2 separate regions of the Mus musculus genome follow, and region 1 is linked to region 2. A link is a contact called in public promoter capture Hi-C data. All regions are on one chromosome and are shown on one strand. Each heading gives the region's core, a stretch centred on a gene start, on an enhancer-like site or on the middle of the called end of the contact. The rest is flanking DNA. Distances are from core to core; before and after follow the strand shown. Region 1 holds the start of Rnaseh2b (ribonuclease H2, subunit B). Region 2 holds the start of Nupl1 (nucleoporin like 1).

Region 1 (3,666 bases), core at 352-2,851, 2.1 Mb before region 2:
GTAACAGAAGGGTGAAAGGAGGCTCTCCCCTCTCCCAGCTAAACTAAGGTGTTCAGCTAGCCTTCTGATGGCTCACCAACACCAGGAATTCTCACTAGCTGCTTTACCAAGCACTATCAGTGAGGTTACGGCTTAACTGGACTCATCATAGGCAGCTGGAGTCAGGACGAAGCCGTATCAACCACTTCAGAAAACCATTCTGCAGAACTAAAGCTAACCCAACAAGCACCCAAAAGCAGCTTCCACTCCAGGATACAGACACTCCGAAGAAATGAATGCCAATGTCCACCAACAGCCTCAAAAGAATGCTGCCAGAGGTGTAACTCCTACTAGGTGCAAACCAGGAGGAACACCTAATGCCATCCATCCTCCGGAGAGTAGTAGCATTGATATGCATACAGCAAACCAGAAGCAATTTTTAAGAACCAGCCAACAAAACCCATGGAACAGCCATGGATGGATCTGGCAGACGTGGTACGGAGGGAAGGAAGACAGATACAAAAGTCACAGGGGTCCAAGCAGGCAAAACTAATTTGATGACAGAAAGCCTGGGGTTCTCTAGAAGACGGGTGTATGAGCTGCTAGCTGGAAAGCTACTCTTCTTGGTCAGCAGCATACAGGGTTCAGTTGAGTGAGCTGCAAACCCAAAATCCATACACTTGAATGTGTTTAACTTTTTACACAGGAGAGAAGCTGTGTATCCAAAGTAAGTGTCAGGTCGTTACATAAAGATTATAAAAATTATCATCACTGGATATCTATACCCTGGTGAAATATATTTGCTGTAAAAATGCTCTGCATTTGCTAAACTAAAACTCAAAATTAAAGTGACTGGGAAGTTTCCTTCTTCACGCGTATTCTAACATCAAATGTATCATTGTAAAATGACAGAGTGTTTCTGGCTTGCATTCCCTAACCCAAATTTATTTCACTTGCCCTCCTCATATGGCAATGGCTGTCGCATGCCACCACATGCCCTGATAGCTGGTCATCATCTACAGGGACACTGAGTGGCCTGGTTCTGGGATTTTTGACTGTCACCATGTCCTGGAATTGTTTCAAACCACGCTCACATAAACCCCATCCAGGCTCCCTTATGCCTGGCCACCCTTGCCTTTCCAGAGCAGCAGAGCGGCTCAGCATGGGACTACTGCGACCTCTGGTTTGGAGCTGGTAAGATTCTAGACGCTGAGCTACAGAGATCCAGTAACTCCCAGGGGACAGCAGAGTCCCGGGACCCCCGCTGCCCGCCGCAGGCCGAGTGGCTGGACCCGCCCCAGGGAATCCGCGCAAACGCTGCCGTCGCTTCCGGGTTTGGAGTTTTCCCGCGTGTTGTGACACGTGACCAGGATGCTTAGCAAAGCGCGGGGCACCGAATCCGGGTCCGCGCTCGCTAGGACCTTGCGGACCGGTGCTGGCCTGGGAAAAAAAAAAAACCCGCGCTGCCGCTGCCGCCACCAGCGACCTAGGCCCACGCGCCTCCCGCGTTTACCTGGAAGTAGGAACACTAGCTGCCTGGCCGCCAAGTCCCCGCGGTCCCGACCTCCGGCCATGGTCGCGCCCTGCCGGAAGTGGCGCCGAGGGGCCCGCCAACCGGGGCCACCAGCCTGCCTCCATTTCCGGGCCCGCCCGCTCGGCTTCCTTTTTTGAAATCTGCGCGGGCCCTGCTGTCAGTGGAGGGTGTGGAGCTCCTCGTTTTTCTCACTCTCATTCTACGGGCGCTGCTCGTGCGTGTATTTCATACATTGAGGTTCCTAATGCGGGCGAGCAGCCTTCAAATTGGCTGTGGGCCAATTTGATAGTTAAGGTAATTTTTTAAAGATACAACCCAAATTATGCTTATAATTTGGAGTTCAACATACGAATTTGTTATTTAGGATAAATCTTTAGAGTATTAACGAGACTTAGTTTGGGTGTGGTTTGGTTTTGACACAAGGTCCACCACCCAGCGGGGACTGACCTTCAAAGTATGCCGCCCTGGCTGGCTTTGAATACTGGATCAGGAACCTCCCAAGTGCTAGAATGGTTGTGAGCAAAAGTGGTGTCTTGTTGCCTAGGGCTCACCTCGGGGCTATAGAGAAAACAATTAAGCCCTGACTAGGGAGGTGGAGAGGGGATTCTCTCAAAGGGCCAGCTGCCGATCAGGAAGCTTGTTCTGAAGTGTTCTTTCTAGGCAGACTATGCACTTTATGTCTTTTGTTATCCAGTCTAGTGGCACTTTGTATTTTGTTTTTGTAGAGGGAGCAATGTGAGACACAGGCAACATAAATGTGGAGGTCTGAGTTATAAAGGTGGTCAAAGCTTTTGAGAAATTACATAGAGCAACCAGAAGTTGGTCTGGATCTTAAAACATAGGCTGAGATTCCCTCCTGAGGCATGAAGCCCTTAAAAATACCCACCTCTGAACAACAATATGAACTAACCAGTACCCCCAGAGCTCATGTCTCTAGCTGCATATGTAGCAGAAGATGGCCTAGTCGGCCATCATTGGGAAGAGAGGCCCCTTGGTCTTGTAAACTTTATATGCCTCAGTACAGGGGAACACCAGGGCCAAGAAGTGGGAGTGAGTGGGTAGGGGGGGGTGGTATGGGGGACTTTTGGGATAGCACTTGAAATGTAAATGAAGAAAATACCTAATTAAAAAAAATATATATATAATACCCACCTCTGACCAGACCATTGTAAGACCACGAAAAAATAAGGCCACGCAGGGACATTTCGTGATTCTCTCAGACAAAAGCAAGATCAGTGTCATTTGTGCAGCAACTGTCCCAGCACTTGGCCACAGTGAGAACTGCTTTACCCAGTACAGCTCTATTCCTGTGCTAGTCTCCCCTGGCTGTGGATAAGAGTCAGGAAGATGAGTCAGGATACAAAGACAGAAGAGGACTCTGGAGGGAAAGGGGTCCCCCTAGGACTGGCTTTGCGTTTCATGCTGGCTGAGAATTAAGAATTTTGACTCAATTGGACCATCAAGGTGGTTCAGTACACAGAGGATTAACAGGATTCCCATGCCCAGCCACAGAGAAATCACTGCACACTGAGGGATTAATAATGGAAATGGTTTTTAATGATAGTGTGTGTGTGTGTGTGTGTGTGTGTGTGTCTAATGCTCAGGGAGGAGGCCTTATAGAGAAGATGTTGTTAGCTTACATTTTAGGCTTATGCATTTCACATAAATCTTTCAGGCTCCAGCCCCAGGTTACACTTTGGAAAGTTTAAACAGACACAAGAGACGGCAGGTCTGGTCCCTTGCTTGGGCAAATGGGAGATTTACTCAGCAAAGATATTGCCTGAACTATTTAAGTACACTAGTGTTCCTTTTGTTCTTGTCCACCAGGCAGAATTACACGTTTCCTGTTGAGAGCACAGAGAACTTGAGGACAGACCAGGACTTAATGATGGTTGTGACCCTGTGCTACTCCCTTGAGCCACCCCTCGGAGGCATGTTCTTGATATGGGGATATGCCTAATGGCTAGTTGTAAGCCTTGTTATGGGACTAGAGCTTAACTGGAAATCAGTCTTGGTGACCAAGAATTAGCAGAAACGTTCTCAGTAATCCTAAACGTCTACTGTGGTACAGAGTTTTCTTCCACAGTTCCTCACAAGCCTCGTTAGGGCACTTCTCTCCCAGGCACGAGGCAGAGTTCCTTTAGCTAAATTCT
Region 2 (3,770 bases), core at 1,138-3,637:
TATGCAGATCAGTATAAGGACATAGAAGACAATAGAAACATTAGCAATGTCATGGCAAAGAGTGCTTAGATGATCCTTTGGAGGAGGCTTGGTTGCTTACACTAGACTAGGTTTTGTGTGACCTTTTCCTGGGGAGATATGAACAAACACCTACTCACTCCAGATAGGGAGTGACAAAGGACACATCCCACCGATATCTCGTTTGGGCAACCAACAAATTCACCGGGCTTACTTACAGGAGTGGGTTAGGAGTACAAAACAGCTGCATATGAAATCTTATCTCAGCATGGAGGGGGCTTCTCCAGAAGTGTATAGATGGAGTCCCCTCTTCAGTTAACTTTCCACACTCTGTAAATTGTAGCACCTCTCAACACCACATGCTGCTGGGGCAGAATTACATACAATTGGGAAGCATTAACAGAGGCAAGGGACTTTTTAAGTCTAGTCTTAAACTTTATGTATCCACTAGCATGCAATATATTATAATACCATTGATCAAAAATTCCAGGTTTTTTGTCTCTGTGGGATATGGGTCAACTATCACTGTTGTATAGCTAAACTTTGCCATAAATCATACATGAATATATGATAATTTGAATGTATCTTCTGAAGCTTTCTTTCTTTCTTTCTTTCTTTCTTTTTTTTTTTGCACAAGCTTTTATTAGAGTCAGGTTGAGATTTTTCAGTAATTTTTGAATTTTAAAGTCACAGATTTACAGAATTACTGAAAGTATTCCATATGCCCACAGTTTTTCTGGTCATAGACATATATTAGTCTCTACTATATTTTAAAATAATCATCCTTTCTCACTGACCTTATGAGTCCTCAGAGCCAGACATGTAGCTCTTGCTAATTTTATGTTGGTATTTTCAAGTTTTGGAGCCTTTCAATAAAAATCTGGGTTCCTCTTAGGTTTTTTGTTTTTGTTTTTTTTTTTCCAGTTAAAAGGAAAGTTTACTGGGACATTCATGCCACTACTGCACCAATAAAGATATCTTGCCAGGTTACTCCTTATTGTAGTTTGCATGGCTCATGGCTGACATGACATCATGTGCCAAACACACCTTTTGACGTCATCTAACTTTTGTGACCTGCCAAAGGGAAATGGCGAGGAACAGAGTTTTCATCACTATGAGTATTTGGGGGAGAGGACAGGGCTCTACAATGAATCTGGAGGGTGTTCCGGTTCAGCCAACTGCAGGTAGCAATGCTCAAGGTCAACACAAAACAAGTGCTGAATTGTGGGGGAGCTGTGAGAAAAGAAGTGCCAAGGATTTGTCATATAAAGGGCACTGAGGGCCAGACTCAGAGACCGTTGGGCTTTTGTTCGAATCACTACCATGGGGAGGATTGTGCTTTAGCATAAATCTGAGGGGTCTGATGATGGGATCAATTTCATCGAACAAAACTTGGCAGCTGGTCAACGCACTTGCAGGAATAGTATGCCAATTCCTGCCAGAGAATTAAAGAACCATGATATGATGGCAGTGTCCCCAGACCACCGCTAAGAAGCATTTCTTGGTGCCCACGTTGCTCCGGGTGCCCGTACATTCTAATTTACATCCCTCTGGGTTTTTTTTTTTTTTCAGATTTATTTATTTTATGTATGAGTGCACTGTAGCTGTCTTCAGACACACCAGAAGAGGACATCAGATCCCTTTACAGATGGTTGTGAGCCACCATGTGGTTGCTAGGAAATTGAACTCAGGATCTCTGGAAGAGCAGTCGGTGCTGAGCCAGCTCTCCAGCCAGATCGCTCATCCCTGTCCTTACACTTTCCAATTCGCAGTTCCTCTCGTAAATACCCCAAGTTATGGGAAAGCCACATAGCCAGGAAGCAGTCTTCAGGGAAGGTCCCCAAGAACGGCACCCATCCCATTCACCGTCCACTAGGATTTGGGGCACAGTGTCCTGACCTCAGACTCGGAGGCAGAGGAGCCTGGCAGTGTCACGCCGCCCCGCTGAACCCTCCGTGCAGGAAGCACAAGCGTGCAGTACCATGGGGTGCTGACCGGAAGCGTGTGCGACTTAAAACCCGTACATTTCTGGACCCTCAAAAGGTAGACACCCTCTTTTTTTCTCGGGTGCAGCGACACCCAAATGAAACTCAGACGTCCCCTTGGAGGAATGTGAGGTGACGACCAAGGTCTTCTCCAACTCTAGAACTCTACGCATGGCTTTTGACAGGAGGCCGGACCGAAGCCGCACTCCAGGGCCTTCATTCAGGAAGTAAAGCACGAAATCCCGCGAGACTCTCCGGGCACTTCAGGGGCTTAGCGCTTTAAGCGAGTAGGCGGGGCGCCCACCTTACCTCATCCGCCCGGCCTCACACGAGTACCGCTTCCACTCCGATCCCAGGGTTCCCTGCGCGGCGGGCGCGCTTCTAGTGCGTTCGGCGCGCGGGCGGTGTCGCGCATGCGTTCGCCTGTGGCTCCGCCCACTCCGCCCTCGCCTTGCCGCACCGCCGCTTGGGGTTGTTTCCCACCCGGTACCCGCTGGGCACCAGCTATGTGGCACGTCCCTCTTCGGCAGTGAAGGGACAGAAGCGTCCTAGGCCTCTCCACCCTAGCTGACGCCTTCGCGCCAAGGGCCGCCATGGCCACGGGGTTCTCCTTCGGGTCTGGGACCCTCGGCTCCACCACTGTGGCCCCCGGCGGGACCGGAGCGGGCAGCGGCTTCTCCTTCGGGACCGTCGCGTCTAGGTAATGGTGCCGCCTAGCAGGGGACCCTGGTGCTTCCCCGCGGAGGTCTGCACATCGAGGCCTGCCTTCAGGCTGCTAGGCTTCCCTACGAGCCGCGCAGTGGGCTGTGGACCCCTGCCGCCGAGGCTCTGCAGTCCCCGGTCGCGCCGCGACGACGCGGAGTGGGCCCGACTGCGGGAAGCGGCCTGGAGTCGCGGCTACGCCTACGCGACCCCTCGGGTTCAGGGATAGAATGAGTGTTGAATGAATGACAGCTTGTTGCTGGCTTTTAGGAACAGAAAAATAGGTAGGATGTAAGTTAAAAAAAATATCCCCGGGTGGTTTAGATTTCGGTTTTGAACGTTACGATGCATTGGATTTATGATTTTTTGTTTGTTTCAAGCCTTTGTGCCACAGGACCCCCTTCTGTCTTTTTAACATTTTTATGGCATGTATTGTATCATAGTTATTTTGTGCCCTATACAGATTAGCATAGCATCGCAAAGCATTTTGTGTTATAACCATCCACCACATGATCTTTTCCGTTCACTGCAAGCTTAAGTGGTATATTCTTCAGTTTGTGTAATAGATTCCGGTAGTGACAGATGAGTAGCTAGGGATTCCAAAAAGCTATTTCACTGAAAGCATTAATCACTCAGACTCGGCCTTTGGTAAAGAGTTGATCAAATGAGGAAATGTGTACTCGAAGGACAGGTATCTCCCGAGGCATAACAAGACCTATAGGCTTAATGTCTCAAAGAAAGCTCGCTCTCTCTCTCTCTCTCTCTCTCTCTCTCTCTCTCTTAACAGCCCCCGTTAGATACAGCAAATCCAAAATAACAGTACAATCAGACTGCCCCAGTTAAGTCCCATTTTTGCATATGCTTTCTTAATCTTCACTACCTATGTTGTCGAGACACAGGCGACGGTGTGCTCTGCTGTCTCTTTTAACTTTCACCTTGTTTTCTTGTGTCATCGATTAACTGGCTTTAGGTTTGTCGTTTTTAATGGTGTATCTTACTTAGTTCTTTTTTTTTTAAAGATTTTAATTATTTTTATTTAATGTGTGTGGGTGTTCTGCTTGCATC

Evidence for each region. Promoter capture Hi-C pulls out the DNA fragments that hold promoters and counts their contacts.
Region 1: a promoter capture Hi-C map of pre-B cells shows a contact between it and region 2, with 3 times the contacts expected there. The contact joins the promoter of Rnaseh2b here to the promoter of Nupl1 in region 2. A contact is called at or near these places in 2 of 39 promoter capture datasets (liver and pre-B cells).

What each region holds. Positions count from the first base shown.
Region 1 is chr14:62,330,003-62,333,668 of GRCm38.p6, reverse strand. Rnaseh2b (ribonuclease H2, subunit B) reads right to left here and starts at 1,601. Exons shown (of 11, transcript NM_026001.3): 1 at 1,493-1,601. The coding sequence starts at 1,553. It overlaps Gm41173 (a long non-coding RNA gene), which reads left to right and starts at 1,614. Exons shown (of 2, transcript XR_874686.3): 1 at 1,614-1,807; 2 at 3,341-3,666.
Region 2 is chr14:60,250,096-60,253,865 of GRCm38.p6, reverse strand. It overlaps Nupl1 (nucleoporin like 1), which reads left to right and starts at 2,387. Exons shown (of 15, transcript NM_170591.2): 1 at 2,387-2,703. The coding sequence starts at 2,597. It overlaps Gm38641 (a long non-coding RNA gene), which reads right to left and starts at 2,392. Exons shown (of 3, transcript XR_874661.1): 1 at 2,313-2,392.